3 separate regions of the Sus scrofa genome follow, and all the other regions are linked to region 1. A link is a contact called in public HiChIP or PLAC-seq and promoter capture Hi-C data. All regions are on one chromosome and are shown on one strand. Each heading gives the region's core, a stretch centred on a gene start, on an enhancer-like site or on the middle of the called end of the contact. The rest is flanking DNA. Distances are from core to core; before and after follow the strand shown.

Region 1 (5,078 bases), core at 1,766-4,265:
ATGAGACCAATTCTGCAAGTACACACTGACCTGCCGGGCGGGGGACGGGCTCAGCCTGGGGCACCCCCTCCTGGCCCACCAGCACCGCTGCCCGGCGGCCCCTCCCACGCCCCCCACACCAGGCCCCACCTTGATGACGTTCAGACACATGTTAATGACGTGCTTGGCGCTGGTGCAGTAGTCGCGGGCCCGGGAATAACACTTGAGGGCGTTGCTGAGGTCCCCACAGTCCAGATAGTGGTCGCCCAGGTCGTCATGGCCCCGCCTGTGGGCCCAGCCACGAGTGGACATGGGTCAAGCCATGAGCCTGGTTAGCCGCCCCCCAGCCCTGAGCACAGCTAAGGCTGCCCCCATGGAGCCCGCCCCCGGCCCCGGCGGGATGGAGCCCACCCCCGGCCCCGGGCACACCTGATGCTGCCGCCGGGATGGAGCCCACCCCCCGGCCCGGGCACACCTGATGCTGCCGCCGGGATGGAGCCTGCCCCCGGCCCCGGGCACACCTGATGCTGCCGCCCGGGATGGAGCCCACCCCCCGGCCCCGGGCACACCTGATGCTGCCGCCCGGGATGGAGCCCACCCCCCGGCCCCGGGCACACCTGATGCTGCCGCCGGGATGGAGCCCGCCCCCGGCCCCGGGCACACCTGATGCTGCCGCCGGGATGGAGCCCGCCCCCCGGCCCCGGGCACACCTGATGCTCTCCTTGATAGAATTGCCCTTGTAATTCTTCAGATCCGTGTCCAGCTTCTCCAGCTTCAGCAGGGCCTTCTTCCGAGTGGCCTCCACCCAGGCCGTGTCCAAGGGCGGGGGCTCCACCCCACTCTCGGGGATGGCGTCGGGCGTGTTCTGCAGCTCCCTGGGGAGGACCCGGCCGTCAGGGGGGCTGGGATGCTGCCAGCGGCCCTCGCCCCATGGGGAGAGCGCCCCGTTGACAGGGGCACAGCTCTGACCACGGAGGCCCGCCGCCTGGCGGGACGGCCCAGGGGGAAACGAGTCTCGGCGCCGCGCCGAGGGGCGAGGGGAACCCGCTGCGGTCTCCGCAGGCTCCGCGCGGCCCAGAACCGCGCGTGCGCACACGCGAGACGCCGCCGCAGACGCGGGGCGGGGCCGACTCTCGGCAGCGCGAGCGCCTCCCGCGTCGAGCGCCTCCCGCGACGGCTGCGCCTCCCGGCTCTGCCACGAGAAAACGAGGTCGCCGGGTCCTGGGCCTCACCTGGTGGCCTCCGAGAGCTTGCGGTGGATCTCCTCGTACATGTCCACGTTGAAGGTCCGCTGCACGAAGGAGAGGGCCATCTTCAGGGCCTCCGCCCGCAGCGGGGGGCAGTGGTCGGCGATGAACTGCAGCCGCTCGATGCGCATCAGGCCGCTGTAGCTGGCCGCATACTGCTCCAGATCCTGGGGGCAGGGGGCAGAGTGCTCGTCCCCCAGGCTGGGACCCCAGACCCCAAGCCCCAGCCAGTGGTCGGGAGCAGTGGCGTGGGGGCACCAAACAAATCGCCGACCGTCCAGGGGCTGAGGAGAGGCCGCTGGGAACGGGCCGGTGAAGGGGCCTCCGGGGTAAAGCTCTGGCCCGGGGTGAACGGCCGGAGGCACGTGGGCACCCGCCCAGACTGCCAGTCACCAGGCTGAGCAGTGAGGAGACCGAGCTTCACAGGCTGGGCCCCAAAGAAGACGTGTCCTTGCAGTGAGATGACCAAAGCGCAGCCTGGCACCCAGGGCTCCTCCGTGGGGGGGGGAGCAGATGAAAGGTCTGGAGCGGACTAGCAACCCATCAGAAATGAGCAACCGAAACCCGAGAGGTTTCCAGGTCAGAAAAAGACGTGGTCGGCGTGGGGAGCCCTAGCCCAGCCCTCACAGCAAGACTGACACCCCAACAAACCCACTGATCCCCTAGGAGCGGCTGCAAGGCTCCCTACCAGGGTGGGGTTCTCCACGACATAGTTGACATCGGGTGCGTTCTGCGGGTCCTCCTGGGGATCCACGTCAATCTGCATGGGCTCCACCGCCCCCTGCAACACGGGCGGCACCTTGGCACCTCTAGTGGGGGATGCCCAGGGAGAGCGAGAGACCCTCACTGTGCCCCAGCTCAGCTCTAACCCGGCTCCAGACAGGCCCCTCCCCACTGCCCGCCACGTCCAGCGCCGCCACATCAGGGAGGGGGCTCCCGGCGAGACCGGCGCTCAGGAGCAGAACCCCGCCCGACTGTGACAGCCTATCTCCGGGGCGGGAACCGGACGCCGGAGGACCGCTTCCCAGGGTCCCCCGAGGGTCCCTACACGCTCCCGGCCACCGTCCTGACGCAGCCTCCTCCGAGCCACGGGGAGGACCCTGGGCGGCCTCGATCGGGCGCATCCGAGCAGCGGGAGCAGCGGCACCCGGCGACGCCCGCCGGGGGCCGGCCGCGGCCGGAGGCGGGAGGGGGGCGCCCGGGCGCCCTGCGCGGCCCGCGCTCGGTGGGCGGGCGGGCTGGTCCCGGCCCCCGTCCTGGAAGGTACCTCATAAAGCAGCGTACAGGCCGACAGGCTGGCGCTCAGGCTGAAGTCCCCGGCCGTGCCCGGCAGGAAGAGCTCTGACCTACCGCTGGGAGGGGCGCAGTGCACATCTGCCACTGACGACGCGGCCGCACGGGGGGCCGGGCCACCCCGCATTCTGTCCTGACTCTCTGCACCCCCCGACCCTGACACAGAGCTGGCTGGCTGCTGAAGGAGAAAGAGCGTTAGCGCGCCGGGCCTGCCGGGCCTGCCGGGCCTGCCGGGCTGCCGGGGCCGACGGGCGGGACGCTGCGGCCGGAGCCCGGGCGCGGGGAGAACGCCGCGCGGGGGGCGCGCACGGCCGGCCCCCCTCCGGCCCGGCGGCGGGGGCGCGGAGGGGCCGCCGGCCGCGGCTCGTTACCTGCAAGTTAAACACCTGAACCGGCAGCGGCATCTTCGCCAACCCCGCCGCGGCGCGCCGTCCACTTCCGGGGCAGCGCGGCTGCCGCTTCCGGGTCGCGGCTCGGGCGGGGCGGCTCTTAAAGGGGCCGCGCCGCGCTGGCTGGGCAGTGCCCGCGGGTCCCGCGGTCGTATGAGCCGCGCGCGGGGGGCGCTCTGCCGGGCCTGCCTCGCGCTGGCCGCGGCCCTGGCCGCGCTGCTGCTGCTGCCGCTGCCGCTCCCCCGCGCGTCCGCGCCCGCGGCGGCCCCGACACGGGCCCGGGCCCCGGGCCCTGACTCGCGCGCGCCCCCTGCCCGGCCCGCCGCGGCCCCCCGACTGCGGCCCGACGACATCTTCATCGCGGTCAAGACCACCCGAAAGAACCACGGGCCGCGCCTGGGGCTGCTGCTGCGCACCTGGATCTCCCGGGCCCGACAGCAGGTGGGTCCCGCTCCGGGGCCCCGCAGACTTCGGGATTCCCGCCCCGCACCCTCCCACGCCCCGAGATCCCCGCTCCCCAGATGCCTGCCTTTGGGATCCCGCACCGCTGGCTTCCCAGGACCTCCACCGCCTTTGGACTCCGCTCCCTCATCTCTAAACTGGCATCCCTCCCTGAACCCCACCCCGGATCCCTTCCCCACCGCTGTGTCCCCAGCGTGGCCGTCAGGCCCCAAGCCCCGAGTACGTGGGGAATGGACGGGCACCCCCAGCACCCACCCTCCCAGATTCCAGGCTCGCATGAGTTCTCCCAGCTGACCCTGGGCTGAGACCCCTGAAACATGCCTGGCAAGAGCAGGGCCACCCCAACATTGCTGGGGACGCTGAGGGTACCGGCAGGCTGCTCTGCTCTCCTCTCTGATCTGCCCAAGCCCAGGCCCAGCCACTTGTGCTTCTGCGGCTTCAAGCCAAGGCCCTGCCAGACCTTGGGGTCCCCAGGGGGTGCCCCTTGACTCCTCACAACTCTCTTTCCAGACATTCATCTTTACTGATGGGGACGACCCCGAGTTGCAGCTCCAGGGTGGTGAGTGCCCCCGTCCCGTCCCGCCCTGCTAGCTGCCTCCTCAGCTGTCTCTCGGTCCAGGGCCACCCGGCCCTATGCTGTGTACGGGGGGGGGGGGGGGGGGGGGAAGGCACCTGCTCAGGGCCACACAGCTGGTGGAGGACAGAGCCCCGATGCCCACCCACCGCTGGCCCCGCATCCAGGGCCCCAGGCCCCAGCCCTGCTCTGCCTCCCTCAACCACGCCCCCTACAGGAGGGCCAGCAGGGAGCCCTCCCTTCCGGGCCTGCCCACCTCAGTCCTGCTCCCTGGCAGGTTTTCTCTCGTGAGATTCCAGGAGGAGGTTATCTGTCTCGACAGCAGCAACAGAGTCAGCCGAGCGAGGCCGGGACAGGGCTGTGATCGGCTCCGACGTCAGGGCCTCGAGCGGACAGACCTTGCGTCGCCAGCTAGCCACATCTTGCCTGACTTCAGCGGGGTGGGTACACTGGCCACAGACTTCCCTGGCACTCGCTCTTCTCCTCCTCCCACCGCAGGCAGCCACGTTGTCAACACCAACTGCTCAGCCGTGCACACCCGCCAGGCTCTGTGCTGCAAGATGGCAGTGGAATATGACAAGTTCATCGAGTCTGGACGCAAGTACGTGGTGGCCGCGCCCTGTCTCCTGCAAGCCCAGGGCCAATGCCGGGCGCGCCCCCTGGTCCGGGCTCACTGCAGGTTTCTGCACACCCCTCCAGGTGGTTCTGCCACGTGGATGACGACAACTACGTGAACCCCGATGGCCTGCTGCACCTGCTGTCCAGCTTCTCGCCCAGCCAAGACGTCTACCTGGGGCGGCCCAGCCTGGACCACCCCATCGAGGCTACCGAGAGGGTCCAGGGAGGTGGAACCGTGAGTGCCGGGGCCGGGGAGGCAAAGCAGAGAGGGGAGACCCCAGCAGGTGTCCCACCCACGTGTCCAGAGCTGAGGCCAGTGAGGGGGAGCCGTGGGAGGGGCCGAAGCCACAGGCGATCGTGGGCACCCCCACCCATTGCGCCCAGGGAGCTTTGGCCACCTGGCCGGAGAGCCCCGATGGGTGGCTGAAGAACAGGCCTCGGGGTGTGCAGGGCGAGGAGCTCTGATCGCGGCCCCTCCTCCCCAGGTGACCTCGGTCAAGTTCTGGTTCGCTACTG
Region 2 (5,078 bases), core at 1,563-4,062, 230 kb before region 1:
CACAAAAGTCACTCCTTTACCACGTCCTGGTGTAGGGACTCTGTCCTGCCTGCCCACCTGGTTCTAGATGCTCCACCTGTGGGGCAGCTGGAAGGTTCTGCCCTATCCCGTCTGGGCCTTTCCTCTGCCACACCCACAATTCAAGGGTCCCCCAGACTCAGTTCTGCATTCACCTCTCGTTTCAGCAACGTGGGGCATCACCCACTCAGCACCCTTAGCCCCAGCACCCAGCACCCTTAGCCTTGTGCCCGACGAGGACTTGCCACCTGTGGGCCCACAGCCTGGGGACCACCTCGTCCCTTTCTCCACCCCACACTTGGCCAGCGTGTCACCTTGGATTCTAGTGGAAGGAGAAGGCCACATGCCCAGCTGGCACTCCTCTCCCCACCCCTAAACCACCAAGATCTGTGGGCTCTGCCTCCTCTGTACCCTTCTTTTTTTGGTCTTTTTGTCTTTTTAGGGCCGCCTCTGTGGCATATGGAGGTTCTGAGACTAGAGGTCGAATTGGAGCTGTAGCCATCAGCCCACACCACAGCCACAGCCACAGCCACACAGGATCAGAGCCTCAGCTGCAATCTACACTACAGCTCATGGCAACGCTGGATCCATAACCCATTGAGTGAGGCCAGGGATCTAGTCGGTCGCTAACCGCTGAGCCACGATGGGAACTCCTCCTCTGTACACCTCTGAGCCTTCCCCACCCTGCCTCGGACACCCCGCTCAACCCCTGACCTCCAGACCCGCCACCCCCCCACCCCCCTGCCTTCCAGGGCTGATGAGGGGCCCTGGGCTGAGAGCAGCTGCCACTTGTCAGCCGAGTGCACTGGCCCTGGCTTCTCTCTGACACTTTAAGGAAAAAGCAAACAGCAGGCGCCAGGCTCTGCTGGAGCAGAGACAGACCGCTCCAACAACACATGCGCAGACAGGTGCCTGGGGTCACAAGGGAGGGTGCCAGCCCAGGATGAGTTAGCCCCCCCTGATACCCCCCACCCCGGGCTGGAATCCACCTGGGCGAAAAGATGCACAGGTGAGGCCCTGGGTGTGGTCAGGTGTGAGAAATAAAGCAAGATAAGTGGCCAGAGAAAAACAACCACGCGGAAGGCCTGCCCCACGTCCCTTGGCGGCTCCCCACCATGGGGCGTCCACACTCGCTCTGCGTGCGCTCTTGGGCTTCCGCTCCCCTGCTCCCCCGGCGTGTGCCCTCCCGATGCCCTCCCGATCCCCATAAACTTTGTGCCTGTTTTCACCGTCTCCTCCTCCTTGCAACACCCTTGCTTTCAGAAGGCTAAGAATCGGGCAACCTGCTTTTTGCTTCCAGCCCCCAGGGGTCTCGGGGCTTTAATTCCCGGTTTCCTCCCAGGCTGCCCAGGCTCCATTCCTGAGCAGAGAATCAAGATCTCGCCTCAAGCCGCCGCTCAGTACCGTCTCCCCGATGTCAGTCCCACTCTGGAGGGGACAAACCCCCTCTCTGGCCCCCACCCACGACATGGCGACCTCTAGGTCTCCTCCTGGGGAAGCCGGGCCCCGCCCGGCACGTGACCCCTTGTCGCCCTTGACTGGAGGCTCCGTGGCCGCGTCTGCACCTGGCCGGCTGCTCTGCCACAGGGAAGACGGAGCTTAGAGAGGCTACGCAGGCTGGCCAGCGGGGAGTGATAACGAATGGGCGAAGGACCAGCAGCCAACTCCTAGTCAGCAGTGAAGCTGGCTGGGCTGGCGATTCCCCGAGAGCTGGGGAGGCTGGACGTGGACCCAGGGTGCAGGTTCAAGTCCAGGACGCCTGCTTCCCTGCAGCAACCTGGGGAACAGGGCCTAGAGGTGAACAGGAGTGACTCCCGCACCCCCATCCTTCCACATCTGTGTAGCTCGCAGGTATCCCCTTGCCCCGCTCAGAGGGTCAAAGAGAAACTTATCCTAGTGGTTTTATAATAAGCACCAGACCCGTGTGTACAGAAAACTGCACAGACCCTGCAATGAACTCCGGCTTCCACGCTTCTCCCAGGTCAGCACCCAGCAGCCTCCACCCTCTGGAAACGCGCTCACACCGGTGCGTCCCCAAGGCGTCTCCACGCCCACCCCGTGGGTCCCTCAGTGGGGAGGGAGCCGGGAGGACCCCCCCCCCCGCACCCTCTTAACCCCTCACCGTGGCTGCCATCCCGCTCCCTCGCCCTGCCCGGCCCCCCATAGACCCAATGGATTCTCAGCCGGTGGCTCTGCCCTGTGTGGGCGCGGCACACAGGAGGGGACTGGAGGTCCCCCAGTCCACGCAGGGAAGTGAACCCACCTGGCTCCTGCCCGCAGAAAGAGGCGCATCCTTTCCGAGGAGCTAGAGCTTCGACCTCCAGGGACGGGGGCTCCTGAAAAACCATTTCCTGCAGTTTTCTTCAGAATGACCATCTAATGCAATGCTTCTAATTAAATTGCGGTGAGGGATTCACTACCAAGAAAACCACAGGCGTTTCCCATCACTTCAGGGCAGTTCCGAAGCTCTTTTTGAGTGACTTCCCATAACTTGGGGTTTCCCTTTTTTTTTTTTTGGTCTTTTTGCCTTTTCTAGGGCCGCTCCAGAGGCATATGGAGGTTCCTAGGCTAGGGGTCTAATCCGAGCTGTAGCCACTGGCCTACACCAGAGCCACAGCCACGCGGGATCCAAGCCGCATCTGCGACCTACACCGCAGCTCGGAGCTGTAGCCACTGGCCTACACCACGGCCACAGCCACGCGGGATCCAAGCCGCATCTGCGACCTACACCGCAGCTCACGGCAACGCGGGATCCTTAACCCGCTGAGCGAAGCCAGGGATGGGACCCGCAACCTCATGGTTGCTAGTCGGTGTCGCTAACCACTGCGCCACGACGGGAACTCCTTTCCGAATCCCGGACCAAGTGCTGCACCTCCTGCCCATCCTGGATCCGCCGCCTTTCCTCCGCCTCCTCCGCAGGCTCCGCCCTGGGATTTTCTCACCCGGCGAACCGAGGAGCGGCGGCCGAGGGCGTGGAGAAGCCGCGCGGGAGCGGAGCGGAGTCGCAGGCGAGGCGCGCGGGGGAGCGGAGCGGAGTCGCAGGCAAGGGGCGCGCGGGCAGCTCGGGGCGTGTGGGTTCGCGCCGGGGTGGAGAAAGCGGGGCGCCGAGCTCCTCGACCCGCCCCCGCCGCCTCTTGCCAGGGTGTCGGCGCGCAGGGGCCGAGGCGCAGGTTGCGCGCCGCGGGAGGCAAGGGGCCAGGGGCTCTCGAGGCGGCGGGGACTGAGTCTCTGCAGGGCGCCCCCAGGCTCGGCTCTCAGAGGGGCCGGGAGGTGGCATCTCGGGTTAGGGCGCCCAGCGCTCAGGACAGAGCCCCTCCTGCCCCAGACCGGTCCCGACCCAGCACGGCGGTTCTCACACTCGCGGGCACAAACTCACACTTATGTGCACTCACAGGGACACACACGCACGCACACGTGGACACTCACAGCCACAGCTTATTTACTCACAAACACTCATAAAGCAATAAAATCCCAGCCCCCTCCCCCGAAGGTGAGGGGAAGGCACTCGACGGCCCCTGTCCTTGCTCAGCTTTCATTTTTGGTTTGACCGCAGCAACAACTGCGAAATTCAATTCAACACCCACTACTGGTTAATGATCTGCAGTTTGAAAACCCCGGGGCCCCTGGAGGCCCCTGTCCCTGGGGCCCGAGGTTGTGAAGGGAGTGGGAGGTGCTGGGGCCGCCGGAGGGGGGGCCCGCGGGTGCGAAGGAGGAGGATTCTCAGGGGAGGTGTCTGTGTCCCGGAGCAGAGGCACAGCGGGTGCTGAGCTGTGCAGTGGGAAGGGTTTGCAGGCTCGGGCCCCAGGCCCGGAGGACTCTAACTGCCCAGCAGGGACCCGGCTGGGTAGGGGTGCCCCAGACTGGGGCCTTTCTCCCTCTGAGCCGGGGTTGGGGCTCTGTCTTCTGGAGCCGGTAGGTCACATCCCTGCACGGTGATCAGCGCCGAGCTCCCCCTCCCACGTAAACACCCAGGTGCATCCAGGTGGGTGTTCCTGGAGCCGCTGCAGCAGGTGGGAAAGCTGTGCCAGCTGCCCTCGGGTGCTGTGGGCGTGGAGATCCCTGACGATGCAGGGCCCCTGCAGACCTGGCCAGGCGACACCCTCCCTTCCACAACCTGCTGCCTCAGTTTCCCGAGGTCTCACAGCAGAAAAGGTGCTGGCCACTGCACACACTTTCTGAGGTGTTTCGCTGGCTCCCAAATGTGAGCAGCTCCCCAGTGGCCGCACAGACCCCAGCAGTGTCACCCCGTGTTGATATGTGCAGATGCCAATTCAGCATCAGTGATTTGGGAGAAATCTGAATTGTTGCCTGTGCTTTTCCACTTCCAGAGGTCTGGAGGCCCCTCCAGGCCATGCCACACGGACCCGTCTGCGCCTCTGCCTCCACCCCTCACTTTCCTCTCTGTGCCTGGGCCCCTCTGCTGTGTGGTTTTCTGTCTGCAGAAGTGTCAGGGAAAGGTGGGGAGCCGTGTGGAGCTGCCAGATTTAGGGACCCATGTGAATTTATGATAATGAAGCATTTTGAAATACCAGCATATCCCAAATATTGCATAGAATATACCTGTGTTTAAAAATGAGACAGAAGGGAGTTCCCGTTGTGGCACAGCGGAAATGAATCCGACTAGTATCCATGAGGGCGCGGGTTTGATCCCTGGCCTCGCTCAGTGGGTCGGGGATCAGGTATTGCTGTGAGTTGTGGTGTAGGTTGCAGACGCGGCTTGGATCCTGCATTGCTGCGGCTGTCTCGTAGGCCGGCAGCTGTAACTCCGATTGGCCCCCTAGTCTGGGAACTTCCATATGCCTCAGGTGTGGCCCTAAAAAGCAAAAAATAAAAATAAATAATAAAAATAGAAAATAAATAAAAATGAGACAGGCGTTCTCATTGTGGCTCAGCGGTAACGAACCTAACTACCATCCATGAGGTCTCGGGTTCGACCCCTGGTCCCGCTCAGTGGGTTAAGGATCCCACGTGGCTGTGGGGTGGGCTGGCAGCTGCAGCTCCTATTAGACCTCTAGCCGGGGTACCTCCATATGCCACGTGTGGCCCTGGGAAGACAAAAT
Region 3 (5,078 bases), core at 1,414-3,913, 190 kb before region 1:
AACTTCCGCTTTTTCAGCGCTAGCCACAGATGGATGGCCTGGCAGCAGCCCCTTCTACAGCAAGAATCCTCACTGAGAGCCTCCTTCCCCCGACCCCGCGAGATGTCACTACCTACTTCCACTCCGTGTCAGCCGCACGCAAGCACAGACACACAAACCATGTGTGTGTGCCCGTGTGTCCGTCTGCAGGATGCGTGTGCACATGTGAACTCACGAGTGCGCCCGAGGCCGTGCTGTGCCTCGTGCACCCGTCGCACACGTGTGGATACGAGCGCTGGGGGAGAGCCGGCAGAGGAGGCTGAGCACTTCTCCGTGGTCCCTGTACCTCTCTGCCTGGAGGCCTGGTTCTGTCTCATTCTCGTTTCCCAGGAGGCCTCTCTGGGCCCCTTCCTGGCTGGCCTCAGGGCATCCAAGTCGGGTGGTGTCTGCGCCGGCCCCTGCGTCCTGGGAGCGGCCAAGGCTGCTAGAATGTGCTCTCCCCCAGCCTCTGCAGGCTTCTAGTCACACAAGGCGCCGGAGGCCAGCCTGCCTCTTTTTCCTTTGTCAGCATCTGCTTTCTCAATAAAGTTTTGAAAACCTCTTCTTTCCCCATGGGGTGTAGGAGTTTTATCGGGCTGGGCCTGGGTTGGCCTGTCCTGGCTTCCCACGCCCGGGATCCCCCTTCGGCTCAGAAGGTGTTTGGTCATCTGTCCCACAGTCCTGGTCACACTCACCACCTGTCACCTGCCCCCTCTGGGTCTCTACCCTCGGCCGAGGTCCAAGCCTCGCATCTCCTCCTGGTGCCTGGCATCCTGGCGCTTTCCCTCTGTGGTGAGGTGGTCCTTCTGCCTGCACGTCCAGGTGTTCATCAATGGTGGCCTCTCCCTCCGGTCACTGGCTGACATTTTTCTAGTTCGGCTGCAAGGATTCCTTTGCGTGTGTGTGTGTGTGTGTGTGTGTGTGCACATCTCTGTTGGTTTTCTCTGTGGCGTGTGGGGGCCAGGTGTTCGCACTGCCTCCTCTGGCAGCTCTTCCTCTCGGACTCCTGGGCTCTGGCCCATGTCCCCTCCCATGTCACATGTGCCAGAAGAGGAGCCTGGGCACCTGTGGCCCCACCAGGGACGAGGACAAAGCCATCCTCTTGCCCTGGGCGGGCCCATCTGACGGCGCCTTCTGGGCGCCCCCTCCCCTGTGCCTGCGGGCTTCTCCACTGTCTAGGTTACAGAGTCAAGACACAGAAATAGCAAGACGCGGGCACGCAGCACAGCACCGTTGCAGCTGTCTGAAGCTCTGCCACGGAAAGCAAGAAAGATAGATAGGCGCCATTAAGAGGTATAAACAGGTATCTACAAAATAAGCTGTAAGGATATACTGTACAAGACAGAGAACGTAGCCAATATTTTATAATAACTACAAATGGAGTATAACTTTAAAAAATTTATGAATCCGGTGGTCACAATTTATGCAAATGACCCCACCCCTGCCCCATCATTTGGCTCTTGCCAGTGACCTGTGACTCCCTGCAGACAAAGAACTGGCCGACCAGGACCAGCCAGTTAGCTGAAGAGGCACAGAGGGAGGTCACGGGAGCTCAGTGGCAGAAACTACCAGAAGCCAGAGGAGGAAAGAGAATGGAAGCAGTGGCCGGGAGGTGCGAGGCCACTGTGACAGCAGCAGCAGCGGGGGGACCCCAGCAGCTCCCAGCCCCCACCAGGCCCAACAGACACATGCACACACACCAAGCTCCCTCCCCGAAGGGCCTGAACGGGAGAAGGGAGGAGCGTGCTTTCAGGACACGAGAAAATGCGAAGGTCTGCAGCCAGGCCCTGCGACCTCAGAGCACAGCACTTTGTTCATGCGTGGGCCTGGGGCATGACTGTGGGGTGGAGGCTTCTCTTTGGGGTGATGGAAAAGTGAAGTTGACTGTGACGATGGTTGCTACGTGCTAAAACCATTGACTCGCACACTCTGAATGGGCGCATTGTGGAGTTCTCGCAATGGCGGTGTGGGTTAAGCAGCCCACCGCAGTGGCTCCGGTGGCTGTGGAGGTGGCTGGTTGGATGCCCAGCCTGCTGCAGCGGCGTAAAGGATCTGGTATGGCCGTGTAGGTCACAGCTACCATTTAGATTCAATCCCTTGCTGGGAAACTTCCATATGCCGCTGGTGTGGCCATGAAATCTCTCTCTATATATGTCTATATATTTTCCACTGTGTGTCAGGCACAGGCTGGGTGTCAGCTTTGAGTCCGTGTGAGCTGGGACACTACTGAGGCTGTTGGCACCCAACAAAAAAGCGTACCTAGCACCTAGTGGAGGGAGCATATTACTCCCTGCAGGTGCCGGTGCAGGGAGGTGCCTACCCCCCCCTATAGGGCACTGCCTGGGAGCCTGTCCCAGGCCTGCAGCAAGGAAACGCTGGCTTCCCAGACAGCTGCAGGGAATCCTGCACGAGCCCATAGATCCTGCCGGCGGAAGGGGTCCAGGCGAGGGGCTCTGGGCCCTGGGCTGCTGCCAGAGGCAGGGGGCAAGGAGCGGGGGGAGGTGCCTGGCCGGGTGCGTCAGTGGATCGGGAGAACGCGGTCCCTACCCCTAGAGCTGCGCAGGCCCGCCCCCAGGCCCCGCCCCGCGGTCGCGATCGCCCCGCCCCGGCCGTCGCTTGGAGCCGCGGCCCCGCCCCGCCGGGTTGCTAGGGGAAGTGACGTCACAGCGCGATGGCGGCGGCTCCTTCAGGCCCCTGAAGGGGGATTTAGGCCCGGGAGATCCGAGTCCATCCGCGGCGGGGAGAGGGCGAACGGGGTTGGCGGAGGCCGGAGCAGGGGCGGCGGCGCCCGGACTGTCCCATCCGCCCCGTATTGAGGCGCTGGGAGCGGCAGGGCGGCCGGAAAGCGATGGTGAAAGCGGGGCCGTGAGGGGGGCGGAGCCGGCAGCCGGACCCGCAGTAGCGGCAGCAGCGGCGCCGCCTCCCCGAGCTCAGACCCAGGAAGCGGCCGGGAGGGCAGGAGCGAGCCGGGCCGCCGCCGCCATGGAGCTCAGAGTGGGGAACAGGTACCGGCTGGGCCGGAAGATCGGCAGCGGGTCCTTCGGAGACATCTATCTCGGTGAGGCGCCCCTCCCCCGGGCGCGGCCCCCAAACCGGCGCCCGGCCGCCGGGCTCCGCTCCGGCCGCCGCCCCGGCGACCCCGCCCCCGGCGGCCGGACCCCTGACTCGCCCCGGGGCCCTCACGGCTCGCGCCGCTCAGCTCCCCGGGCGGGAGCCTGCGGCCCCCCCGACCCGCGCCCCGGGGCAGCCGCCCCAGCCTGCCCGCGGCCTCCGGGACGGCCGGCGACCCCGCAGGCGACAAAGCGGTCGGCGGGCGTGCGGGCCCGCGTCCTGCGCCCTGCGGCCGGGCACGAGACGAGGTGAGGCTTGCGCGCTGCCCCTGGCGGTGCCCAGCCCCTCCGGCCGCGGAGCGCAGGTGCAGCGCGGGGCCGCGCGGGGGGCCCGTCGGGCGGTGGTGGGGTACGTGTTGCGCCTCCAAGTTGCAGCCTCTGTCCCTGGCCGTCAACCAGAACGACGCTCAGGCGACCCAGGACGAAGTCAGCGTTTAGGCGTGGGCTGAAGTAGAGGCAGGTCGAGTGGCGCAGCGCTACCCGGAGCTTGTCCTTTGCTGCGAAAGTTCTCGGGGTAGACGGGAAAACCTGGGGTTAGAATGTCCCGGATTGTTTGAGGTCTCCAGCGCAAGAAGGCTCGGATACACCCGTGTGCTAGAGGGTGGGCTTGGATCTTAAAGTTGGAAGTTTAAACAGAACTCAGCGGCATTCCTCGGAGGAACTGTGGGCCACTCGCTGCCACCCCCGCGTCGGGGCTGCCCAGCCCGGCACGCCTGCTGTGCGGCGGGACTGTCGTTGCGCAAGTTCGGGGTAAACATGCGCCCGTGGCGCAGCCCGCCCCGGGGCTTCCGTTCGGCTGCTGCGCTTGTCGCCGAGGGTCCCTGATGCTCCTGGTTATGCCTTTCAGATGGTCCCAAGTGTGCGAGCTCCCCGCCCCATCCTGGGCTCTCGTTACCTGGAGCGGGTGCGCGACCTCGGTGGGCTGGTGTGTAAGAGGAGCCCCCACTGAGGGAGTTGGGAACTGCTTTTGGTACCCTTACCCCACAGGGTACCTGTCCCTCCAGCATGTGCGCTGCTCTCCAAGTAGGATACACTTCAGAGACACTTGCATTTTACTACTTAAATATTTATGTCCAGTCGTCGGGAGCTGCCTTCTCAGCAGGGTTTTGGAGGCGAAGCGCTGGGTAAATGCAAGCTGTTTGCCTTATTTATAGAACAATAGATTTTGGCAAAAGTTTTAACCTAGGATCTAGGAGCTGTACTCCAGAACCGATCCATTAGCCGCCTTTCCACAGATAAGAAAAAGATATTTTGAAGCTTTTTGTTCTCCTTTCTGAGACTTTGCCAGACGGCTGCTTTCTGAAGCTGCTTTTGGACGCTCAAGTGGAGGAATGTTGTGACCAAGACATTCACCAATATGGGAGCTTCGTGGGAGACACCGAAGGCCTGTCCCCAGCTGTGTCCTCCGGGCCTCACCTTGTGATGGACGCACCAGTGGTGCTTGATACAGATCGGGCTTGCCGGCCTCAGAGGGGTCTGTCCTCAGTCTCCTCCACCTTGACTCTAAGAGGGCCGGACCTGAGGCTCGGGAACCCCCGTCAGGCGTGCCGTGAGGCCCACCTATTGGAATAGACTTTGACTGACTTGTGTGGCGTTCGCACAACTGATTTATTTTCTGTCACCGTTGGCTCTTGTCCCATATGGTGGTCCCTTCAGGCTGCCTGCGACCCCACAGAAGAGCCGCAAAGTGGTCTCGTTAGATTAAGATGTAGCGGGAAGGCGGGTCTGAGGAAGCTCACATATACTGTGGTTAAGGGTGGAAGAGGGCAGATCCGCCACGAAGACCACGTGATGGAGTGAGTTGTCTATATCACGGGTGTTTTCTGTTTGTTAGGAGACTAATTAGGTAAGGAATTGGGTCCTCATCTTAAAAATCAGTATGTTCTCCGTATCCTGGCGTGACAGTTAAAACCACGCCTAGTACTGTCCCTTCGCCCTAGTGTCAGAAGG

What was found. Promoter capture Hi-C pulls out the DNA fragments that hold promoters and counts their contacts. HiChIP or PLAC-seq counts read pairs in DNA pulled down with a chosen protein or histone mark.
Region 2: a contact with region 1 is called in an H3K27ac HiChIP or PLAC-seq map of alveolar macrophages. The contact joins the promoter of SECTM1 here to the promoter of RFNG in region 1. A contact is called at or near these places in 1 of 5 promoter capture datasets (liver) and 1 of 2 datasets of contacts at active chromatin or transcription factors (alveolar macrophages).
Region 3: a contact with region 1 is called in a promoter capture Hi-C map of fetal skeletal muscle, with 3 times the contacts expected there. The contact joins the promoter of CSNK1D here to the promoter of RFNG in region 1. A contact is called at or near these places in 2 of 5 promoter capture datasets (fetal skeletal muscle and liver) and 1 of 2 datasets of contacts at active chromatin or transcription factors (alveolar macrophages).

Annotation. Positions count from the first base shown.
Region 1 is chr12:954,114-959,191 of Sscrofa11.1, forward strand. It overlaps RFNG (beta-1,3-N-acetylglucosaminyltransferase radical fringe), which reads left to right and starts at 3,016. Exons shown (of 8, transcript XM_021066394.1): 1 at 3,016-3,349; 2 at 3,881-3,929; 3 at 4,443-4,545; 4 at 4,644-4,797; 5 at 5,048-5,078. The coding sequence starts at 3,062. It overlaps GPS1 (COP9 signalosome complex subunit 1), which reads right to left and starts at 4,310. Exons shown (of 14, transcript XM_021066389.1): 1 at 4,201-4,310; 2 at 1,915-2,007; 3 at 1,212-1,393; 4 at 690-854; 5 at 130-265; 6 at 1-30. The coding sequence starts at 1,992.
Region 2 is chr12:727,647-732,724 of Sscrofa11.1, forward strand. SECTM1 (secreted and transmembrane protein 1) reads left to right here and starts at 2,813. Exons shown (of 6, transcript XM_021066356.1): 1 at 2,813-3,060.
Region 3 is chr12:766,193-771,270 of Sscrofa11.1, forward strand. CSNK1D (casein kinase I) reads left to right here and starts at 2,664. Exons shown (of 10, transcript XM_021066360.1): 1 at 2,664-3,076. The coding sequence starts at 3,001.